Regions from separate parts of the Mus musculus genome. Here region 1 is linked to region 2. The links are chromatin contacts, called in public HiChIP or PLAC-seq maps. All regions are on one chromosome and are shown on one strand. The core of a region is the stretch at or near the end of the contact, and the rest is flanking DNA. Distances in the headings are between cores, read along the strand shown.

Region 1 (6,861 bases), core at 3,662-6,161, 120 kb after region 2:
ATGGGAGGGAGGAAGCAAAAGTGATGAGATCAAACTTGGGAGGTTTGTGGCTAGCACTTTCATTTAACCATATACTTTAGGACCTGGGGAAAAGTTAGAGCCCAGAGACCAAGTAAAGTTACAGCCCCTATAGCCCTGAATTTCATGATTGCAAGCTGATACTAGAAGCCATGAAGATGAGAATTTAGCCTCTGGGGGTACTAGGAAGTGGGTGGTCATTATTCCTGAACACCTAATGTCTCCTTAATCATAGCTGGAAATGAAGAAGCCAGTGAAAAATAAAATGTGTGGCCATACATACGAAGAGGAAGCCATTGTTCGCATGATTGAATCCAAGCATAAGAGGAAGAAGAAGGCCTGGTAAGTGGGTGCTGGTGGGGGAGCAGGGCACCCTGGTGGTCCTCAGTACATGCCAGAAAAAGCTGCCCATACTCCCCCTAGTTATGGCTCTGCCCAGACTGTCAACAGGAAACTTGCTATCCGGGAAGGACGGTGTGCAGAAGACACTAAAGGCGCTCCAGCTACACCATCCGCACAGAAGGAAGAGCGGGTGGGACTGGAGTATTGGATTACAGAACTCTAGAGAACTCTAGGTGATGCTTACAAGTTAGCTAGCTGGGTGCTAGCTCAGTTTGTAGAGCGCTTACCTGGTGCACAGGAAGTCTTGCTTTCAGTTCAAACAATCACACAAATCAGGCCTGGACACATGCGCCTGGCACCCGATCAGTGAGGCAGACAGGAGGATGTGAGAGAGGAGGCCGTCCTCAGCCACACTGAGAGTTTGAGGACAGCCTGGTTATATGAGACACTCTCTCTCTCTCTCTCTCTCTTTCTCTCTCTCTCTCTCTCTCTCTCTCTCTCTCTCTCTCTCTCTCTCTCTCTTTCTCTCTCTGTTGCACACTCAACGCACATACACACGCACACACACACACGACACACCAACAAACCAGAGTAGCTGAGGATCAACAAAACTATAATCTGAGATACTCCCCTTTTTCAGTGTCTACTTAACCCAGAGGAAATTTACCTTATTCTTTGCTTTCTGCAATAGTGCTTTGGTTTTAAAATAAACATTCAAGACAAGAATTCATATCCAGTGGTCTTGGTGAGGAAGACTGCATTACCAAAGAAATGCTTTCATTTGATCATGTAAATAACTCCCCGAACAGTTTCAATTAATCCATGGCTAACTCACCAATGAGAATTTTTTTAACTCCGAATCTTCCGTCCCTTCTCTCCCTACCTCCCAACCCCAGGACCATGGCTCTGTGCCTGTGACGAGAGTCCTCAGTGGGCCACACTGAAGCTGACTGGGTTTGGCATCTCCTGAGCTCTTATCGCAGGAATGGAATGGCAGGTGTGACCGTTCTCAGGCTCTGATAGCAGCCCCTGTGATGTGTGCTTTGCTTCTTCTGCATCACCCAGACCGAGAGCTGGAATTCCCCTCCTCTCCCCATGTGGGTGTGGACTGAGAGCTAGCAACTGAGGACTAGAGAGAGATAGCTCCTTGGCCATTCAGTCAAGTAATTTTCAGTATTTACTCTAGAAGACAAATGGGTTTGCAGCCATTAGGCTACAAATATAAAAACCATTAGTTCATTTCTATGTTTTGCATTTCTGCCTTAGAATCCAAATCCTGTATTTCCCTAATGACCTTGACATTTTACCAACAAGCATCGTTTTGTTTCTGGACTTCCAAGCCTTCCTTCTCTACTAATTTTTAACCTGTGTTCCTTCTCTGACAAACCAGAAAGGGTCAACATAATTCCTAAGAGTGCTTGCTAGTTTGCTGTCCTTGGCAGCTCCTCTTTCTGACAGTGTGTGATACTCTCCTGAAGTTGGGGCTGGAAAGGGCAGGGACTAATACAAAGCATGTTTCAGTTTCCTACCAGCAGCCCCGGGTCGGTGCAGGGTGTTCCCACACTTAGATGGCTTTTCTCACGTACAGCTCTGACTTCCTAATGCCCATTGTCCATTTGGAACTACACACAATACTTACAAGCATTTAAGTGGTACTTGACATCTAAGGAAACGTTCTCTTCTCTCCCTGTCATGTTTCCATAACCTGGGGGGCAGATACCTGAAAATGTTCATAGACTAATAATAACCATTAAGTCTGAGAGGAGGAAAGCTTTACAAAGATGACATTGTTACCAGGCCTTAAGAAATAAAGGAACATACCGGGGAATGGTGAAGGGGCTTTAGGAGCCAGGCCTCTTGAAGTTTTCCATTGTAATCTCTTTTTACTAGGTCAAATCCCCCTTTTCTTCTTTCTATGTGTATGTGATGTGTTTGCATGTGTGTATATGTGTGTTCATATGTATGGGTGCACATGTGAAGGTGGTATGGTATGCATACACATTGTGTGTTCATACATGTAGAGACCCAGTGTTGACGTCAGGATCTCCCTTGATTAGAAGTAAGGTCTTGCAAAGCCCAAGCTTGCAGGTACGCAGATATGCTGGTCTTACTAGGCAGAGTGTCCCCCCTCCCCCCAGACATCCTGGCCTCTACCTTCTGAGTCTGGCATTAGAGCTGGGGCGCCGAGGGCTCCAGGAATCTGACTCCAGGCCTCATTTGCAGTAAGATGCTTTATCCACTGTGCCCTCCCCCAGCTCCCTCACCTAAGACATTTTATATACAGCCCCAAGCATATAGCTATATAAAATAGATATATAAATTAAGCATTTACTAATACTAAATTATAAACAAATTTATTCAAAGACAGTTCTTCAATGTTTATATTTTACTATTTATTAAAGATGAAAGCAAATTTACATACTAATGAGTGGATATGCTTAATTTTTTAAAAAAATGTTGCTTGTTATTGTAAATAAGTACACTGTAGCTGACTTTAGACACACCAGAAGACGGCGTTAGATCTCATTACGGGTGGTTGTGAGCCACCACGTGGTTGCTGGGATATGAACTCAAGACCTTTGGCCGAGCGGTCCAAAGGATGCTCTTTGGAAGGCTCTTACCCACTGAGCCATCTCACCAACCTGATATGCTTAATTTTATATAAAGAATTAAATATCAGCTGAATATTTGATACTGCAGATAGATAAAGTACCTTCCGAGTTGATTGAAGCTTTTGATTTTCTAATTGTCAATGCCAAGAACACCATAAATGCATAGTACCAAAAGGGCAGAACGATCTTTACAGCCATGTTAGAAACTGTTGGGAATTTTATCCTAACCCCAAGCTAAAATTCATTTTACAATTTTTTCTTATGAAACCTAAAGTCAGTAACTCACTGACTTTTCTAAAATCAAACATTCTATTATATTACAAGACAAAGATACAATGATTTGCTACAACCTATGGGATGATAGGAGGAAAATACTGTCTTTTCTCCCATCATGTTTCCACGAGAGCAGGAAACACGTGCACAGGCATTTGTAACGCCCAGTTGTCTCAGGTCTGAGTGGAGGCGTTTCCCTGGCACTGTGCGGTGTGACAGCAGTCCCAGGGCAGGCACACACAGTGTGTGTGGAGAGGGAAGGCTGCAGTGAAGTCTGGGGTGCACCGTGGGCGCGTGTGGGCAGTAGAGAGACTTTGCTGCTCTCCAGAGGACCCAAGGTCAGTTCTCAGCACCCATCTTAAATGCCAGTCCTAGGGGATCCAGCACCCTCTTCTGGCTGCCATCCCACCGTGTAGATAACACAACAGGCATAAGTGCAGGCAAGAAAAAACTCAGACAAATAAAAAAAATAACAAAATAGTTTTTAACTGGGTATTTTAGTTAATTTGTTTTTGAGACAGTCTCCCTGTGTGACCCTGGCTATCTAGAACTCACTGTGTAGTCCAGGCTGGCCTTAAATTCACAGAGATTCACCTGCCCCTGCTTGGAGTAAAGGCGTGCCCCTCCACACTCATCAGAAACTGACTCCTAGAGCCTCCCTCCCACTCCTCTATCCCCCACCCCACCCCCATCAGACCAGCTTTCCCGTAGAGGGCAGTAGGTCTGGTGTTGGCTAGTTACTGTTTGTGGCAGGAAAGTAAAATGACACCGTAGATGGTAGAACAGTAAATAGGCAGAGACCCACCACAGAGGCAGTGAATGTCCGTTTCATCACTTTCCTGCTCTGTAAACTGATGGTGATAGTTTTCTCACTGGTACATCTGAAACTTGAATAAGATATGTTCTAAAGGAGCAGGCACACATGCAGTAAGACTCAGTAACCATGAGTCCTGCATCCTTGTCAAGCTTTCGACAGCATCGTCACCAGCATCTACCAGCTCTGCCCATAGGCACAGAAGACCTTGTAGAGAAAGGGGATTAGGAGGAGCCAATCTGGAGCTGAGGAAGTTACTACCGAAGCAGTGCAGGGGGCAGGTGCTAAAGGCTGTGGCAGTGCCAGGGTGGTGCGCCCACAGTGCATTCTGTCACAGAGAGTGAGCAGGCACGTGGAAGTGAGGTGTGTATGCGCCCGACAGAATGTGGTAGCTGATTGAAAATGGGGGAGGAGCTAGAGGGGAATATGACTGCTAATTCTTTTGAGTGTCTAGAAGCAGTTGCTAGCTGCTTGGTCAGGGAGAGGTGGAAGAGAGGAGAGTGGCCAGCAGGGGTTCTGAGAGTCTGAGATCATAGCCATAGAGCCCCTTGAAAACAGCCAAGGTGCAGGCTGTGCCCTTAGAAGGTGACTGAGCCAGCCATGAGAATTGTGTGGCTATGAGGATAGAGCTGGGCAGCTGTCGCTGAGGCACAGTTCTGCAGAGGCCAGCAGGACAGAGCCTTGGCCTGGCATAAGCTCTCTTCACTCACCATAAAGCCTCGGCACCTGACTCAGAGCCCCTTGCTGTCAGCTCCAAGCAGCTTCTTGTTCAGCAGTTACTGCACTCAAGTACAAGACCTGTGGGAAGCAGCCTAAACCACACCCAAGACGAGAGGCGCTGCAGTCACAGAGCCAGTGTCAAACGCAAGGCCAACCTGGAAACCGATTAGAACTCACTCGGTTCTGCTCACAGCTTACTCTGTAGGTTTCTGATTCAGCATGAAGTGGTGTCATTTCCCATGAAGCACTGTTTAAAAAATGTGTGTGACACATCCTGTTAGAGAACGGTGTCTCTCTCCTGTTCCAATTATGTTAGGTTACTGGAGTCCCAGGCACACTGTGTTACTTACTGGGTACCATCTGAACTTCCCAGCATGCTTCAGACCCTGGCGGCCTGTCCACTGGACCCAAGTGGAGTGGGCTTGTGGGGCTTTTCACCCTAGTATACTGTTAGAGTCATTTCCTAAAACCGAGGGAGGTCGTAAGCTATTATCTCTCAAATAAAGCTGCCTGCTCGTTTTCATGTTAATGAACTGTGGCTGACTGTGACCCCCACCAATTGTTTTGGTTTTCTGAATCTTTAGGGAATTCTAAGCTCATCAGATGAAGTGAAGAGAAATGTGTGATGTCAAAGCAGAATCACTTACCAACAAATAACTGAGCCTCTCAGCCGGGTTCTTTATCTCTAAAGTAAAAATGACATCAACTCAAAATTCCAGTGACCCTAGAGCCTACAGGGGATTCCTTCCAGATCTGTACTGTCCCATTTCTTGGCTGTGAAGAAGACCGGGAGATAGCTCAGCTCAGTGAGGGTTCAGCTCATCCCCAGAATTCACATCAAAGTGCCAAGTGTGATAGCTCACTTGTATCCCGGCACTGGGAGAGGGAGGGAGATGAAAGGCAGGCAGGCCCCTGAGGTCAGTGAGGCCAGCCAGACTAGTGGCTGTTTAGCAAGAATTAGGCCAGTGAAAGAGTCTGTCAGAAATAAATAACTAGTACAGTGGACCCTGAGGAGAACGACAGGGATGACCTCTGACTCCCACAGCATATACACATGTGCACAGCTGCACACAGGCGGGCAGAAGCACAGGCCTGACAGGAAGTTTGCTGGTGTACAGTGTGAACTCACAGCTGTGGGGCCCTTATGGCAAACAGTCATCATGTGTACCTCACTGTTTTGTGACACATCACCCTGGACTTGGAGGCGATGGGACACAGTTACTCTCTGAGTGTAACTATGTCAGGAATCTACCCAGCTCTAATGCCAGAGGTATCTGTCTATACAGCTGCTTCCTAGAGCTTATGGGCCAAACCTTGATATTCTTAGGACCCAAATCTGCATCTCTCCATACTCAGCATTGTGTGATCCTGAGCTGAGGCTGAGGCCCCGAATCCCCGATGCCCCTGGGACCCTCTGCACCCTGAGACCTCTCCTTAGCATAGACTCGCAATAAGGAATGCTCTGCCCTGTGGCTGACCCAGGCACAGGACCAGCCTCTCCTTCCAGGTCTGTGAGTCTGAGCCCTTCCTGGGGATGAGTTGATGATGTTGAAGGTGTTGCCACACCTGACTTGCTCACCAGGATGTCCTGGGGATTATGGCCTAACGCTTGGGTAGTGTTGTTTCTCGGAGCAGGAATGCCCTGATTCAAGCCCGTGGCATCATGGCCTTTTCTTACCCTTTTTAGTTTAAAAACTTGTTCGTTTCTGTGGGGTGGGGTGGGGTGGGAAACAAGGCTGTGCCCTGGTTCCTGTCCTGCCTCTCCTCCAGGAAGTCTCTCAAAGGTTCTCGCATGCTCTTCAGTGTTGTTCTCACCATGTCTCTGGTTGAGCCGCCTTGTGTGAGGAGACAGGACTGGTTAACTGTGGTCTAGAACAGCAAGTGCTGCGTGATGAGACCTGGAGCACAATCCTTTGCCCGTGGCATTCAGTGGCCTTGATTTTCACTGTGCCAGGATGCCTGCAGACAGACAAGAACTCCACGTTCATCTGTTTGCAGGAAAAGCCTTGTGCCGTCACCTGGACAGTGTCAGCACTAGGGGAGCCGACTGCTAGGCCTTTGCCGCTCTTTTGGAGATGTCTC
Region 2 (7,370 bases), core at 2,257-4,756:
AACATTCTAAGTCTACTGTTTGGTGGAATTAAGTATGTTCACATTGTGCAGTTGTCACCACCAAGGCTGGGACTTTTTTTAGCATCCCAAACAGAAATCTGATACGGGTTAAATAGTAATTCTTCACCTCCTCCTCCTCATTGGCTTCCATGAACTACTTCCTGCCTGGATGCATTTGACTGTCTGTGTGTGTATACAAGGGCATGCTCCACACTGGCTTGAATGTTTTGTCCACCACCTATATCACAAGTTCGTGCATTAATAAGGCCAGGTAGTTTTTCAGTTTGCATCACATTTTTTCAAGCATTCATCTGGTGCATCTTTGAGTTTCTACTTTTCAATTATCATGTGAATCATTCACTCGTGACTATTGGGCTATATCTGTCTGAGTTCATCCTTCAATTCTTCTGTGTATGTGTCCAGACTAGAATTGTTGAGTAAGATAGCTTTGACAACTGCATTATGTATAGCATCATAAAGAATGTTTCCACTCTCTTTAAAACTCACTCGACCTGTTTCTCTTTCTCTCATATACTCCTCTGCTTAGCTTTAAGTATATATATATATAATAGATATCTATTTTATATCCCTCTAACCCAAAACTTCCAGGTAGAGTTGAGTTAGTCAGCCCAGTGGTCAAGTGAGTCAGAAAGTTATTATAAATTACTGCTAGTCCTCAGGGCCTTGAGATTTTGAAAGTTACATACACAGTTACTACAGGTAACTACACATTTAGAAAGAATGAGTTTCAAGTAAAATGTTTTGCAGGCTTAAAGTGTGGTATATTCCTTTTCATCCACATGTTTTTTTAAGCACCTGTGCTATTGCCAAGGCCTAACCTAGATAACTACATAGGAATTAAAGAATCCACTCAAGTGAGTTTTAGGAGTTTCTACCGTTTCTGTCACCTAAGTACTTTAGATGGTTGTTCCTTTGAGTCATGGGTTTCAAAAGATCCTGCTTACCCTTGCAAAGCTTCTTCCAAATACTGAACTACCATGAATAACTGACATCCTGCTTGTCTAAAGATGAATATTTTCCTTGGAACATGACTCTCCAGTGAGGCTGCTTGTGTGACTGTTGCTGTGTCCAGTCCTGTCATCACAGCCGTGCCAGACCCTTTGGCTGTTCTACACACTTGTTCTACATGGTTGCAGTTTCTCTCTCCTCTTGGGTGTGCTGACCAGCTCTTGCCCACTTCGTTGTCTTTATAGTAGAGCACTGCACTAGGAAGGAAGATAAGGAACACTCGTCCTGCGTCTTGGGAATTTTGGCCTTTAGAGCAGGGGTCTCCATGCTTTTTTCATTGTTCACTGCATATTAATTGCATTTTGTTGGTTTGTCTGTATATATGCTGTAAGTAATTTCAGCATTTACATTGGTAATGAAACCTTTTTTCTTTCCTAGATAAAAGTTAATTATAAAAAGTAGTCATATGGTTTTGTGTATATTCTAAGGTGTATGCAACGTACTTTAAATACCTCTGCTGGGAAAGTTAACATTATTTTTCCTGAGTGAAATCTAGAGATGGTCCTAGGAATTCCAGGGATGAGTAGATTTAGTTAAGGAATTGCTCTAGTATCTGTTCCTCCATCTTCCCAATTCATTTGCTACCCAAGCACAAAAGTCCTATGTGTGTTGGGAATCGAAATAGTATATTCTGAAAATAGGGGTTTTTAAAGAACATTTGGTAGATTTTTATTTTTACAAGATGAAAAGTCCTAGAGAAATGTTTTTATAATAATGTGAATGTATTTAATACCAATTGTGTCAGCTTTCTGATTTAATAACCCAGTATCGGAGACAATCAACCTTTGATAAGTTTATTTTAGTTCTTGGTTTCAGAGGCCTCAGTCCATGGTCACTTGACACTTTCTATTGTTGCAGGATTTTCCCTGTCCAATCACATTAGGACAGTGGGGGGCCTGTGATTGGACAGGAAAAGGGAGGCGGAGCTAGGAGTTGGGGAGACAGAGAGGTCGCAGAAGACAGAGGTCGAAGGAGGAGGAGGAGAAGCCAACATGGAGGCAGATAGTCAGGAAGAAGATCCCGATCCCATGTGGTTTTAAACAGCAACTAGTAGCTAAGATTTTCACAAGGTTAGAATAATTGGGGTAAAACTTTTATCATTATCAATTGGCTCTGAAATTATTGTATTGGCATCTTGTAAATTGTGATCTTATTGTTATATAAATCTACTTGGATAATTAAGCTTTAAGAGTGATGTTTCTACTGGATAATTAGGTGTTGAGATGGCTTTTCATAGGGTGTGTGGGGTGTTGCATGGAAGTGTGAGGAACTTGTGGGGGACATCTTAGAGATGGCCCAGTGGGAACCCTGTGGCCCTGTGGGGCGAAGAGTTGACTGCCAAGAGACTGAGCAAGTGAGATCACCTGACATGGGGGTTAGCCCTAGAGAGTTGGTAGCGGCAGGCAGGAGCATAGCCTGGCCTGGCTGAGAATTGGCGTGTTCATTTTATAATATTTCCCTCAACAATCTATTGCTTTGGGCCAAATGGTAACACAGTATACTATGACTGAAACACATAGAAGGAGGCGAATTTACCTTATGGCAGCCAGGGGGCAAAGAGATAGATGGGAATGGGCTCAGATCCCCTTTAAGGGTACTCTCCTAGCCCCCAGATGACAGATTTGGGGCTAGATTTCCTCCACTAGATTCCACATTAGAAACATTAGACCTCACTGCAGCATCACACACTAGGCAAGCTTTTGCATTATTGGCCTGTGAGGGACACTTAGAATTGGAACTGTAGCACTAATGAATGAAGGCTAAGATGGATTGCTGGTGGCTCTCCTGTCTTGCTGCCAGCCTGCTGCCCTGTCTAGTGTAGGGAGTACACTTTTCTTTCTGTTGCAAAAACAATAAGGGCATCAAGATGATAAATTTTATGTTATGTGGAATTTTTTTCTTCTAACATAAAGACAATCAGATCTTACTTACTCATTGCCTGTAACTAATTTATTTTAAAACCTGAGCCACATAACCAGACTGTCACTGTCTGTGATCCTGTGTAAAGATTCCATGTCGTACCTGTCCTTCTAATTTTCTACTGCTTTGCTAAGTCCTTTAGGCACTTTAGTCTGTTACACCGCCACAACCAGAGAATGGAGTTTTGATTTGTAATACAAACCAAGTAAAACCTATGACTAGCAGTCTCTGGAGCTCCTTCAGTGGTACAGACTTGAAGAGGGGCCTTTAATGATGCCCTGCCTGCCATGTTGCTGTCTGGGATCCAGGAAGGCAGGTAGACAGCAGTCTGAATTGCATTTGGTATTTCCTGTGTTCCAATGCCTGGATGTAAATGAGAGATGAGCATTTCAATTTGGATGATCTGGCTGGGTTCCTAAGCCGAATGGCTGCGCATATACCATAAACACCGTGAAGAAGCAACCATGGAAACACTTGTTTTCTTGTTGAGCTAAATTTACTCTGGGTTGAATATTAACACAGCTCCTGGCAGGACTTTAAAAGCAAAAATAGCTTAAGCGTGATTCACTCTGAGTCACTGCTGGTGCTGAGCTGCCTGGTGCTTGACATTGAACAAGTTGGCAGCCTGCATTGCTACATTTTTTCTAGGAACTCTGAACACATTTCATTCTTGTGAATTTGCTTGTGCAATGATATTAAATAGAGTAATATGTTTACTTTGTTTCTAAGTCAAATGAATTTGAGAATGGCGAAACTAAAGTATTTTTCTTGGGCTTTCTGGAAAAGCAAGCTTCTCAGAATTCTGTGGTTTCTTTAACAGTTTATTTTATAGGAGATTAGTAAAATATGGAAATTTTAGATTAGATACTGGGGCTTCTGGAAGTTTTGTTAAAAAGTCTAGTAGTACTATTAAGCAGGATTCATTAATCTTCTGTCCTTACCAGACAAGGTGATTGTGCCATTCACAAAGCTCTTTCCTTTTCTTTCTTACCAGGGGAGGGAGGGAGGGAGGCAGGCGGTACTGCAGCCTGCTGTACACTCAGCTAGGCGGTTAACTTAGGAAATACTTTTCTTATTTGAGATTATATAATGGGAAGTTCATGGGTTTTGAAAGGCAGACCAGACCCACCCAGGGGATCTCTGTTGGCTCTTTAAAGGCCTCCCTCACATGCCTTTCCCTGAGTCAACCCAAGTGGCTGCTAAATCGTGAGTAGCCTGTTGGCTGACTGTGGGAAAACCTAGGACAGAGCAACTCGCCTCATCCATGATCAGCTAGGGCTGAGTCTAGAACGCTATATGAGAATGGTTTTCCCTTGATGTTGCAATTTCTATTTTAACATGTTTTTGTTTAGCTTTTGGAGTTGCCCAACAGTGTAATTTCAATTGAGGTTTAGTTTCAGCTCTTCCAATTTTTTTTTTCTAATTTAAAGACACTATCATTTTGTCTTAGAACTTCAATGACTTATATAAAAAATGGTTTTCCTATGATAGTCTTAAAACCAAAAGGAGCCTAGCCTAATTTTTGATAGTATTTTGAAATTATTTTACCATAAAATTGTACATTAGAAGATGCAACTCTGGTAGAGAATTTCAACATAGTTGCATAAATTGTGTTTCATATTACAACTTGTTCTCTGCTTGACTTCACTGAAATTAATAAAAGAACCCTTTCAGAAGGATCTGGTGAGTTAGCTTTGGTTTTTTTTTTTTTTTTAAAGAACTTACTCATAGTGTATCCTGTGTTGCTAAGTTTTCAAAGTTACCCATTTCAACCACACCCAAACCCTTTCAGAGGCTTGAAATCTCTTTACTCAGATGTCTTCCCAGTAAAGATTGGGGATCTCTGTGAGTTCCAGGAGATGCGTGAGGACTGTGTAAGAGCTAATGCTTGGTGATGGAGCTGCTGCTGAGTCTTGGATACAACACACAGTTCCTTATTCTGCAGTCAGAGATCCCTTACAGCTTTCTGACTCCGGCCTTGTGGCTGCTGGGAATATCCCTGAGGTGTTTTGTCTCAAAAGGATCCATGCCTTGGAGCTAGAGAAGGGAGAATGGGTTTTTACCATAGCATTCTCCTGGCCCACGGTTGTGCATATTCTGCTGATAGCTGTGTTTTGGAGGCAGGTGAATTTTTGGCATGTCCTTAAAGTAAGTACTACAGGGTTTAGGTAAATCAGCCCTTTCAGATTGTAAACTAAAAGGTTATTAGCCTAGCTGAGTCTCAGCATAACCCGATAGTACTCTGTTACTGCAGATCAGACACACCCCTGTCCCTCTGCCCCCAAGTACCCACCGCGTGTGTGTGTGTGTGTGTGTGTGTGTGTGTGTGTGTGTGTGTGTGTGTGTGTGTGTGGTGTAGAAAAGGTCTTAGGTGTAAGAGTTCAGGCAAGATCCCTATAAGAAAGAACTTGTATACTCATTAAATCTGGGTTTTACAGACTGGGTAACTGTTAAATTTATTTGGTCAGTGCAGTTTCATTTTTCTGCTTCTGTTCATTTGTGTAGTAGCCATTTATTGAACCTTACTATGCCAGAAATTAGGATATTTTTTAAAAGTCGGTGCATTAACTTAGAGGCAGTCAAGCAAATTATTAAATTATCTATGTTTTAAAGGGCCGGTGACAACCATGTCATAATTTTGTTCTAGTAACTATTTTCAAATGTTTCTAATTTTCAAAAAAAAATATGCAGGCATATAGTAACTTTTTGGATAGGATTTTAGATTCTACAATGTGGGATGACTAAGTCAATCTAATTGACATGCTTAGCACTTCATCTACTTTCTAATGGTGAAAACATCCAAAATCTACTTATAAACTTGGATTATGCGTCCTTATCCCATTCTGCCATCACTCTTGGACAATGCACACACTTTTGGTAAATTGTAGTCTTGACTACCTTGAAGTCAGCTTTTTTAGATCTTACACAGAAGTGAATCTGCTCTCTTTATCTTTCAGTACTGATTTAAATGTCCTCCAGGCTCATCCATGTTGCTGCAAATGACAGACCTTTCTCTCTCTCTCTCTCTCTCTCTCTCTCTCTCTCTCTCTCTCTCTCTCTCTCTCCCTCTCCCTCCCCCTCCCCCTCCCCCTCCCCCTCCCCCTCTCTCCCCCTCTCCCTCTCCCTCTCCCTCTCCGTGTGTGTGTGTGTGTGTGTGTGTGTGTGTGTGTGTGTGTGTGTGTGACACAGAGAGATAGAGAGAGCGCACATCTATTGGAAGATATGCTGGCTATGCAGATAGTGTTGTATTGGACCTGGGAGAACAGCTGACCTTGATTTTTATACACAGAGGTGAGATTGCTGGATCATATATGGTAGTTCTACCTTTGGGCCTGTTTTATTTTTAGGAAGCTCCATACTAGCTTCTGTAATGACTGTACAAGTTCTCACTCCTATGAACAGTGTGCAAGAGTATCCTTTGCCCCACATGCTCACGAATACTGGCTACTTTTTCCCTTTGATAATGACTCCTTTAAGTGGAGCAAGGTGATATCCTCTTGTGATTTGCATTTGCATTTCTGTCGTGGTATTTTCATATATTTCTTGCTCATTCCTGTATCTTATGAGAAACACTGGTTTGAGTCTTTTGTCTATTTGTTATTGAAGGTAAAAACCTTCATTATAAATGATTCAATTGGTGAAGTGTATTTGCACCATTTTTTTCTATGTGTTACTGGTGTTTGGCCTACATGTGTTTGTGTACTACTGGAGTGTCTGATATACACAAAGTTCAGAGGAGAGCTTCTCCAGAAGAGCTGGAGTCTTTGAAACTGGAGATACAGATGGTTGTGAGCTGCCATGTAGGTTCAAGAAATCAAACGTGGGTCCTCTGGAAGAACAGCTAACGCTCTTTACCATTGAGCCATCTCTGCTGGCCCATGTTTACATAGTTAATGCTAAAATGCTATGACTAGGGACACACAGACGTCACTCCTACCCCAGCCCTTACTGACTACCACCCCAACCCCATTATAAAAAGTAATTATTTTTAATATTGAAATTACTTTAAAAGTACTTTTTAACATATACTATTGTTCAGCTTAATGAGTTTTCTTGTTCTTCTTCCAGGCAAAGGGCATAGCCATTTACCTTTCTTATACCCAGTCCCTTCTACTGTCTAGCCTTCCTCTAGCCCCCTTTTTTCTTAGTTTCCCTTGTAAGTCTCTCTTTTCCTTCTGTAACTCTAGTGATCACTGTACCATCATACAAGATTGAATTCCTGGTTTTCATAAGTGAGTCATAAGGTGGTATTTGTCTTTCTGTGTCCTTGTTTCATTCAGCCTACTAAAGATCTACCCACATTGTGCAAATGACAGGGTTTTATTTGTTTCACAGTTAGGAATTATTCCACTGTTGTTTCCTGGTACTAAGAAGTGAACCCAGGGCTTTACCCATGCATTGTAAGTGTTCTCCACTGAGCT

Evidence for each region. HiChIP or PLAC-seq counts read pairs in DNA pulled down with a chosen protein or histone mark.
Region 1: a contact with region 2 is called in a FOXA1 HiChIP or PLAC-seq map of pancreatic cancer cells. The contact joins two enhancer-like sites. A contact is called at or near these places in 11 of 484 Hi-C or Micro-C datasets (the C2C12 cell line, adipose-derived mesenchymal stem cells, bone marrow-derived macrophages and 7 more) and 7 of 115 datasets of contacts at active chromatin or transcription factors (CD8 T cells, cardiomyocytes, embryonic fibroblasts and 4 more).

Annotation. Positions count from the first base shown.
Region 1 is chr15:59,591,885-59,598,745 of GRCm38.p6, forward strand. It overlaps Nsmce2 (NSE2/MMS21 homolog, SMC5-SMC6 complex SUMO ligase), which reads left to right. Exons shown (of 7, transcript NM_026746.3): 6 at 254-360. Among named protein-coding and RNA genes, the nearest start is that of Gm36677, 23 kb to the right of the region's middle. Within about 2 kb of position 4,912, at least 115 of the 459 cell types and tissues checked have an H3K27ac peak or open chromatin away from gene starts, as enhancers often do. A contact at or near this core is called in the C2C12 cell line, CD8 T cells, embryonic fibroblasts and 6 more, where this site is marked.
Region 2 is chr15:59,477,250-59,484,619 of GRCm38.p6, forward strand. All of the region lies in intron 4 of Nsmce2 (NSE2/MMS21 homolog, SMC5-SMC6 complex SUMO ligase), which reads left to right. Among named protein-coding and RNA genes, the nearest start is that of Nsmce2, 110 kb to the left of the region's middle. Within about 2 kb of position 3,507, at least 228 of the 459 cell types and tissues checked have an H3K27ac peak or open chromatin away from gene starts, as enhancers often do. A contact at or near this core is called in the C2C12 cell line, CD8 T cells, embryonic fibroblasts and 6 more, where this site is marked.